Linked DNA regions of Zea mays: region 2 is linked to region 1. The links are chromatin contacts, called in public Hi-C maps. All regions are on one chromosome and are shown on one strand. Each heading gives the region's core, a stretch centred on a gene start, on an enhancer-like site or on the middle of the called end of the contact. The rest is flanking DNA. Distances are from core to core; before and after follow the strand shown. Region 1 holds the start of LOC100276696. Region 2 holds the start of LOC542726 (ribosomal protein13).

Region 1 (4,304 bases), core at 876-3,375:
ACCTATCTTGCCCCTCTAGATTGCAAATGGATCCAAAACAAAGTCCTAGGCATGAGTGCTTTAAGCTCTCTTATCGGGTCATTGATAAATGCAATCGAGGTTGAACCAATAATCGCAAAATGAAAGTCGCGAGCTTGAAGTTCGGACATTTATGGGCACTATTGAAATAATGTGTGGGGCATGCGATGGTTCAAGTGGTCTTGTGAGAGACCCATCCCACGTATGTGTTGAATAAACACTATTCCGCTATATAATATATCTGGCAAATGGCATGAATTAAAATATGCAGTTAATAGGATTCTAAAGATCCGTCATGAGATCCTAGGAGGACTCATATATTTGAATTATAAATATGCAACATATAAATCTCATACCGAATAATACATTCCTGATGAATGATCACTCTCCTATGTAGGGAGAATATCTCCTAGTTGAGACTATCGTTCTCAGATGGAACCTATCCAGAAGAAACAAAGTCTGTGTTGAACACCAAAGTTTGATAATCCCTATAAAGGGATAAAGACCCATACAGACCCGAAAAGGAATAAGATGAGGTACCAAAGGACTTGAAGTTCATCGAATAAGCACATGTGCATTCCATGAGTTTTACTCATGGTAATTTCTACTAGATGTGGAATTACGGTATCCTCTAAAGCCCTGATGGCAGAAACTTATAAGGTTTAGGTGTTACTGGCAAAATATCCCCATTGTGCCAGAATGACAGACTATAACGATGTATCTGATCGATGAAAAATCCCTCATGGATTACGATCTTAGATGGACTTTTGTGACACCATCATAGATGTTGCAATGGATGAACGCCTCGAGCGATGTGTCATATTTAGAATATGTACTATTGCAACTATATTATCCCCTAAGTCCTATTGAAGGACATGTTATTGGCTTTGCACAACTATGTATAAATTGTGGTGTAAGATAGAAAATGATAGCACCCCAACCTCATCCATTCTCGTTATTCCAGATGAACAATGAGATATATATCTTGAAGAATATGCTTGAATTATGAGGGATAACGACTTTAACAGATGTCATCGTCAGGGGGAGCGAATGCTTATATTGATCACAACCGTGAGACAATAATTGTCATATTCTATGCCCTGAAGGCGTGAGCTTGATGATCAATATGTGAACCTTTATGGAACTTTCTATCATATATATAGATCTAGTCGATCGAACACCATCAATCAAAGTGGCTTATTTATATTGATACGTGCACTTACCTCGTATATCCTAGAAGTGAGTAGAGGTAAAGTTCCTGAAATAGTCCTTGCAAGGATATGCAATCCGTTTGCTAAATCTTTATGTGCATATACTTCTAGAAGAAGATGTTTTGCCTTATTGATATGGTTTTGCAAGGATCAGGGGGAGCATATTTCTAAAGTTAGCCCTTGTAGAAGATTCGATAGAATCTAGATCCCAAATGATCGAAATCTGTCCCGGTGACAGTTGTTGTACTCTTTTTCCCTTGGTGAGTTTTCTTGAAGTTTCTCACATGAGGTTTTTAACGAGGCAACAAAGTGCAAATGCAATTTGTATCACCATGCACTCTTTCTCCACATTTTTTCCACTGGGTTTTTCGGAGTTTTAACGAGGCATGTGTTGGTCGCGGTATTCGTCCAAGGGGGAGTGTTAAGTAACCCTAGTTAGGGTTATGTGGGCAAATACCGACTTTGCCCCTGATGGGTCTCACATCTCTATATAAGGAACCTGTACACCCCCTCATAATACAGAGATCAGAAAGAGGCCAGAGGCCCAACCATATATCCAGTGTCTCGTGTGTTTCCTCTGTCGTGCTTATGGGAAGGGAGACGGGTTCTCTACATCTTCTTGCGCCTCTACTGCTGGCGGGAGAGAAGGGAGCGGATCTGGTGATCCGTGGTAACGTAGTTCTCAACAGTCGCAACAGTGGAAACCAGAAGAAGAACCGGGCCGCATGGGCTTAGCCGTGAATGTAAGTAACCTGATCCACAAAGTGTGGGCCAATACATGCGGGTCTAGCATAACTGGGGCTCAATGGGCCGGCGCCCACTTCTAGCCTTCTGGAACTCTCCCTTCCGGTTCCTTCATCTCCGCCTCCACGGCTCCACCTCCACCGCTGCTCCACACGGGCACACCTTTGCCTCGCCCAACCGCTGCCTTGCTCGCGTTCGCCATTCCCCAGACCTTGAGAGCTACCGTCTGGTCCGATCGGACGGATCCCTTCGCGCGCCCCAGAGATTTCAGGTCTGTCTCTTTGATTTCCCCGGCCCCGTCTATGCGATTTGCCCCATGATTTCGGTTGCTTGTTCGTGCAAGTCTCGGTGATCTGCGCGACGTTTTTCTGTAGTGAGGGATCGTCCGTTTCGAGTCCGACGTGCCGAGCGACGCTGGGTCCGTCCGCTTCTCTGGCTCTGTGATCATTTCGATTTTGTTTTTTTTCGGGTAGAGAAAACCAACTGCGTACGGCTAGTGCTGTCCTTGCGGAAAGCAGAGGTTTGTCATGGTATCTGCTTGTCGTCTGATGCCCGAGGCACATACTGTGTGATTTCCTATGATGTCTGGGTGATGGCACTGGTAGTAGACTACTAGCGCATGTCGGGGGAATTACTTTATTTATGCGTGGTCGTAGGGTGTCCGAAGGCGATGTTGGATGCGTACGAAGTCATGTGTTCTCTGCTCTGCGTTTCACCGGCACTGGGTTGACGAGGGAGGGATAGTTTCGCCTGTCTAGCTTAGCTGCTGTATGGGCATTTTGGTGGTGGGGAAGAAAGCCTAAGTAATTGATCACTAAACATTGATAAACAGTACCAAAAATTACCGTATAGATAGACAGTGAAAATTACGTTGGGCAGCTTGCTCTTAATTAAGCTCCGCCTCCGGCTGTAGGTCTGCTTCCTCGAAATGGATAGCTGCCACTCTTCCAGCACTGGTTTACTGCAGATATGATATTGTAGAGTTAATGTCATTGCTGCCAATGAGTTTTTGGGCGCCATGTTTCATCCCCTAATTCATGAAGGTTGGTCTTGGGACAAGGAGTATCTGGACTCCAGTTGATTGTGTGATGTTGCAATTTTCAGTTATTAACACTATGGTTTGCTATATATTTACCTATTTGGACCATGCTGCCACTTGTCCATGTGAATTGATGATTTTTGAGCTGGAGCTCAGGCTGGAGTTATGCGACTGTTATCTTACTGTCTACACGACACACGATTGTTTAACACATGTTGCCTGTATTAGGTAAGGTGCTGTAACAGAAGATGCAAGGGGGAAGAGGTGGGAGGCAGGGCTTATTCGGTTTCGGGGACCCTTCTGGTGGTTCCGGTGGCTTTGGACAACCAGGGAGCCTTATGCCTGGTTTTTTTGGTGGCGCAAATCCCTTTGACGACCCTTTCTTCACAAACCCCTTTGGTAGCATGATGCAGACTAGTTTCTCAGCCCCTTTCAGCGGCATGATGCAACCTAGCTTCATGAACCCCTTCGGCAGCATGGTGCAACCTAGCTTGCTTGGACCAAGTATGTTTGCGCCCCATGGCAATCTCAATGGAGGCATGTTTGGAAGCCAGACACATCTCGGTCAAGGTATCAGCAATGGCAGTGGTTTCATTCAGCAGGCCCCTGAACCAAGCAGGCCTAAAGGGCCAATTATCAAGGAGTTATCTTCAGATGATGAGGATGATGTAGATGATGATGAAGAAGGCGAGAAGAAGAATGGTAACTTTAGGAAGCATCAAAGGGAAAGCAAAGAGCCATATGTGGAGGACCCAGATGATGAAGAAGGTCAGTTCATGTATCCTATTGGGCATCTTACTATTCATTGTTCATGTTTGCATTAAGCAATCATTTGAATTTACATTTACGGTGACAGGCTAACATGCTATTTTATTCTGTTTAGCAGAGTATATTTTTAGAATATCCTCTCAGTGTATGGTGTAAAGAATTCACATTACAAGTGGAGGCTACTAATGCATACACATTTTTTAGCAGATAATAAAAGACCTAAGCATGGACAATTTGGGAGGGAGTTCAGCAGAGTTAACACATCACGTCCACAGCCTCAGACATTTATGTTTCAGAGTTCAACTGTTACATATGGTGGTCCAAATGGAGCATGTTATACATCTTCAACAACTAGGAGGACTGGTGCAGATGGAGTAAGTATATCTCATGAATGCTATTTTTTTCATCTGTATATTTGTAGGATCCAAATGTGTAATGGTGATCATATTTGTTAATGCACTAGTTTACGCTGGAAGAAAATAAAGAGGCTGACACAACTACTGGTAAAGCCACTCACAGGATTT
Region 2 (4,304 bases), core at 1,216-3,715, 200 kb after region 1:
GATGTGTCCGCCGTTAAAAGGGGGGGCCTCGGGCGAGACGGAAACCCCTCGGGGTCGGCTGCCCTTGCCCGAGGCTAGGCTCGGGCGAGGCGTGATCGAGTCGCTCGTATGGACTGATCCCTGACTTAATCGCACCCATCAGGCCTCTGCAGCTTTATGCTGATGGGGGTTACCAGCTGAGAATTAGGCGTCTTGAGAGTACCCCTAATTATGGTCCCCGACAAAGCCATATATGGGTGACGAAGATGAGATCGAGTTGAGAACGACTCCAATTCAAGAGGAGAAGGATGATGAGGACATCACTTCTATATATACAATGAATGGACCGATAAAACGATCTCGTGCACGACAGCTAAATCTCCAGGTACGTTCTACCCTAGTCAATTGTGTTTCAGAGCTTACGCTTGGGGTCATAGATGTTTTGATGATTAGGTACCTTGGAGAGGACCAACAAGGACTTGAGAAAGGACAAGGTGTTGAGGAGCAGCAGCAAGGGCGGCCACAACAAGAAGGAGATCAAGTCCGACTCGGCTGCGACTCCATCTCGGGTTCCAGGACCAGTCTGCACTAAATGGACGCCCAGGATGCATCCGGACTCCGATTGCGACGAACTTGATATGGTTGGAAAGATAAGGAGATTATCTAACCAATCCAACTGGTTCCACCCTAAAATTCATCCGGAGTCAACAGGAATCGTCGAAACAAGTCAGCGTTCAGATTCTGTTTTGGTGCTGCGACATCGCCTGTTGGGCCGTGTATCGCGTCGGAGCCCATTAGGGGCGAGTCTAGAGGTCACGCACGCACTAATACTCTATTTATTCAGCAGTCGCCGCCATATTTAGGTTTGAGTTTTGCTTAGATCAATTTTGTCATCAAACAATATCGCTGTCATCGGTTTGTGAGACCCCATCCCGTAATCAATACAATTTTGGTTGCGTTTCTTTCCTGTTCTTGCTTGTGTTTTTTATTACGCTTGCAGGGATAAGCCTTCGTGGTGAGGTCATTCGTGTGTCACGGGTGATAACCAACGGAGCCGTGGTGTAGTGATTGCGAGGAACCGTTCGCTCGTAGCCTTGGATCATCAACGTCGAGATCTCCACTCAATCGAGTTATCGTATCTCACTGAAGATCGGGCCGCGTCTACTATCATATGTGCTATATTTCGGGGTATGAGTTCGAGTTCGGTTCCTAACCTTTAAAACCCGAATAGACCGAATAACCCGAGATATTAAAAAGCTCTTAATATGTAATGTTATTATTATATGATTTATGAACTTATTAGCTAAAAATAATGATATCATCTTAAAGATAGTATATATATCTTTGTATGCTAATTTTTATAGTCACTTGTTGTAATAATAGTACTTTTAATTAATTATTCGTTATATATATTTTAACAAAACATACTAATCTCTCTACAATTTGGGTCGATTCGGTGGACCGAATAGACCGAACCGAAATTGTGAGTCTATTCAGGTTTGATTTCTATTTTTTTTTGAAAATTTCGGTTTTCATTTTTCACAACCCGAAATTTCACAAACCCGAATAGACCGAACCAAATTACCCGACCGAATGACCAGCCCTAATCTAGACAATGCCAGTTTACCAATGGAGAAATAATGCACGCTGTTTCACGTACTCTCTCAAGTTTAGGGTAGCCTTTTATTGCAAATACCTTACTCCCATGGTTTCCCTGTGAAAAGCTTTTAGATAACATGTTACAATAATGAAAAAAGCTTTTGCACCTTCGCTAAAAGGTTACCATGAACACTCTCTGTATCACTGTTTTTGAATCGGTCGAATATTTGAGTTTCCCTTTGCTCAGCAATGCTCTGAAAGAAATGTTTCAGATACTCCATCTGTTCTAATTTATAGTTCGTTTGACGGGTTCGTCTTATTAAAAAAATTCATAATAATTATTATTTTTTACTATGATATCGTCTACTCTATAATATAATTAAAGCCTAGCTTTAAATTTTTTTTGCAAAAAAATGAATAAAATGAGATGGTCAAACTTTGTAAAAAATCAAACGAATTATAAATTAGAACAGAAGGAGTATTACATAAAAGCTTGTGCGTTTTCCACAGTGATTTTGAGCGACCTTATTGATCTTATCTGAAAGATACTCATCCGTCGCGCTCATCTTTTGCTGGTTGAACCAAAGAGCCCACTAATGGAAAAAAACAACACGCAAATTCTTGTTCCAGAACATTTCCAAAACATATATCACAAGTCCAAATCCTAAAGCAGAAACAAGCCAATTTCTGAGATGTTTTATCTTATACCACAAAACAAAATAATGAAATTCCATCAGAAAAAGCTTCAGTAAACGTGTACCGGGCCGAAACGTCCCGAGCCCATGGGCGAAGCCCAACAAGCGGCCCAGCACGAAACGTCGGAGCCCTAGCGAAAATCCTCAGCGCCGCCGCGCACTATAAGTAGCGCCTCCAAACCCTAGGCTGCTACGCGCTTCCTCTCGCCCTCGCTCCTCCGCCGCCGCCGCCGCCGCATCAAGCCCCCGCCCCGCCGTCGCCTGAGGTAGACACCAATCCGCCGCCATGGGGCGTATGCACAGCCGCGGGTAACCCTCCCGTCCTCGTCCTCGTAACACTGGTGCTATTGCTTCTAGTGTGGTGAATCTGTGTGCTGATGGCGGCTGCGTGGCTCCGTGACGCAGGAAGGGTATCTCATCGTCGGCGCTTCCCTACAAGAGGACGCCTCCTACCTGGCTCAAGACCGCTGCCTCCGACGTGAGAGCCTTCTCCTCTCCTTCGACTCCATTGCATTCGGCCGTCGTCTGGTTCCGCTATTGTTGGGATTGCGGATTTGGTTCGCTGACGTGTGTTCATCGCCTGGTAGGTGGAGGAGATGATCACAAAGGCAGCGAAGAAGGGACAGATGCCGTCGCAGATCGGCGTCCTGCTCCGTGACCAGCACGGTATCCCCCTTGTCAAGAGCGTCACCGGCAGCAAGATCCTCCGCATCCTCAAGGCCCATGGTGAGAACTACATCCCTATCGCTCGATTCACATGTTGCCAGTGGCGAAGCCTGAGGTACAGTGAGTGTGAGGCTGGCAAATCTAAACCTTCATCAGGAAAATATACCAAGATACGGAAGCATCCTTTATAGAATTGCAAAACCAGGAGGGGTCATGGCCCTAATGAAGCTCCACCTCGGCTTGTCGGTATTTTGTGATTTGTACTGTAATCATGTTTCATGTGCACGTGTAGGGCTGGCACCAGAAATCCCCGAGGACCTGTACTTCCTCATCAAGAAGGCGGTGGCGATAAGGAAGCACCTTGAGAGGAACAGGAAGGACAAAGACTCTAAATTCAGGCTCATTCTTGTGGAGAGCAGGATCCACCGCCTTGCCCGCTACTACAAGCGCACAAAGAAGCTTCCACCCACCTGGAAGTAGTAAGTCAACCAGAACCCATTCCTTGCCTCAACCATGGAGTTGCGAACTGTCAGTTATCTTGGTGATTTGTATCATGTGTTTGATGTGAGAGTCAATGTGCACCAATACTACATAGGAGCTGTTCTAGACACATTAGTTGTGTGTGGTATGCTTTTATTCTAATCAACTGAAGCTAGATATGCATATCATGGGCTCTGTTGTATCTACAAGGGCGGAGGTTTAGGCAATCGTGTTTACTATTTCACTGTTGTTCTGATTGTAGTCTTTGTGAGCACCAGATAAATTGTCAAAATACATACTATTTGACTTTAATGCTAGCTTAGACATGTTGAAGTGTGCTTATGTGTTAGTGGGGATTGACACATTTTTGTTGTCTATTACACTGGTACACTGCTTGTATTCATTCTGAATACTTAACATTAGTGGGGACTGACACAGTTTTGCTGTCTATTACACCGGTACACTGCTTGTATTCATTCTGAATACTTAACATCGACAAAGTACAATTGACTTTCCTTAAAATACTATTAGCAGGTAGTGTCCTTGTCCCTGGAATATAACATGTGTTGATGAGGGTTTGTTGTAAAATCATTAGTGGTATGATGTATACAAGTACAGATGTTGAGTTGAGTAAAGATTACTGGTTTTGCAGAGCTACATTTGTATTAACTTGGACTAAACTGTAAACTTAGACTGTGAGGCTAAATTTGCTATGCTCTGTGAATAGAGTGAAACATCCCATTCTGATTAATTCAGTTATCGAACTGTTATTTACTAAATATTGATTACACACATACTGCACCTCAACTGTTGTCTGTTTGAATTTTAATTGCTTTTGGATCTTGTTGCATATATGACTGACCTTGTTTCCTTGTTTTTGTGCAG

Evidence for each region. A called contact is a pair of places that touch in the nucleus more often than the background predicts.
Region 2: a Hi-C map of ear shows a contact between it and region 1, with 2.8 times the contacts expected there. The contact joins the promoter of LOC542726 here to the promoter of LOC100276696 in region 1. A contact is called at or near these places in 3 of 25 Hi-C or Micro-C datasets (ear, endosperm and tassel).

What each region holds. Positions count from the first base shown.
Region 1 is chr4:39,428,664-39,432,967 of Zm-B73-REFERENCE-NAM-5.0, forward strand. It overlaps LOC100276696, which reads left to right and starts at 2,126. Exons shown (of 7, transcript NM_001150423.1): 1 at 2,126-2,244; 2 at 3,241-3,780; 3 at 3,988-4,154; 4 at 4,244-4,304. The coding sequence starts at 3,261.
Region 2 is chr4:39,627,363-39,631,666 of Zm-B73-REFERENCE-NAM-5.0, forward strand. LOC542726 (ribosomal protein13) reads left to right here and starts at 2,466. Exons shown (of 5, transcript NM_001112238.3): 1 at 2,466-2,582; 2 at 2,679-2,751; 3 at 2,861-2,999; 4 at 3,232-3,418. The coding sequence starts at 2,560.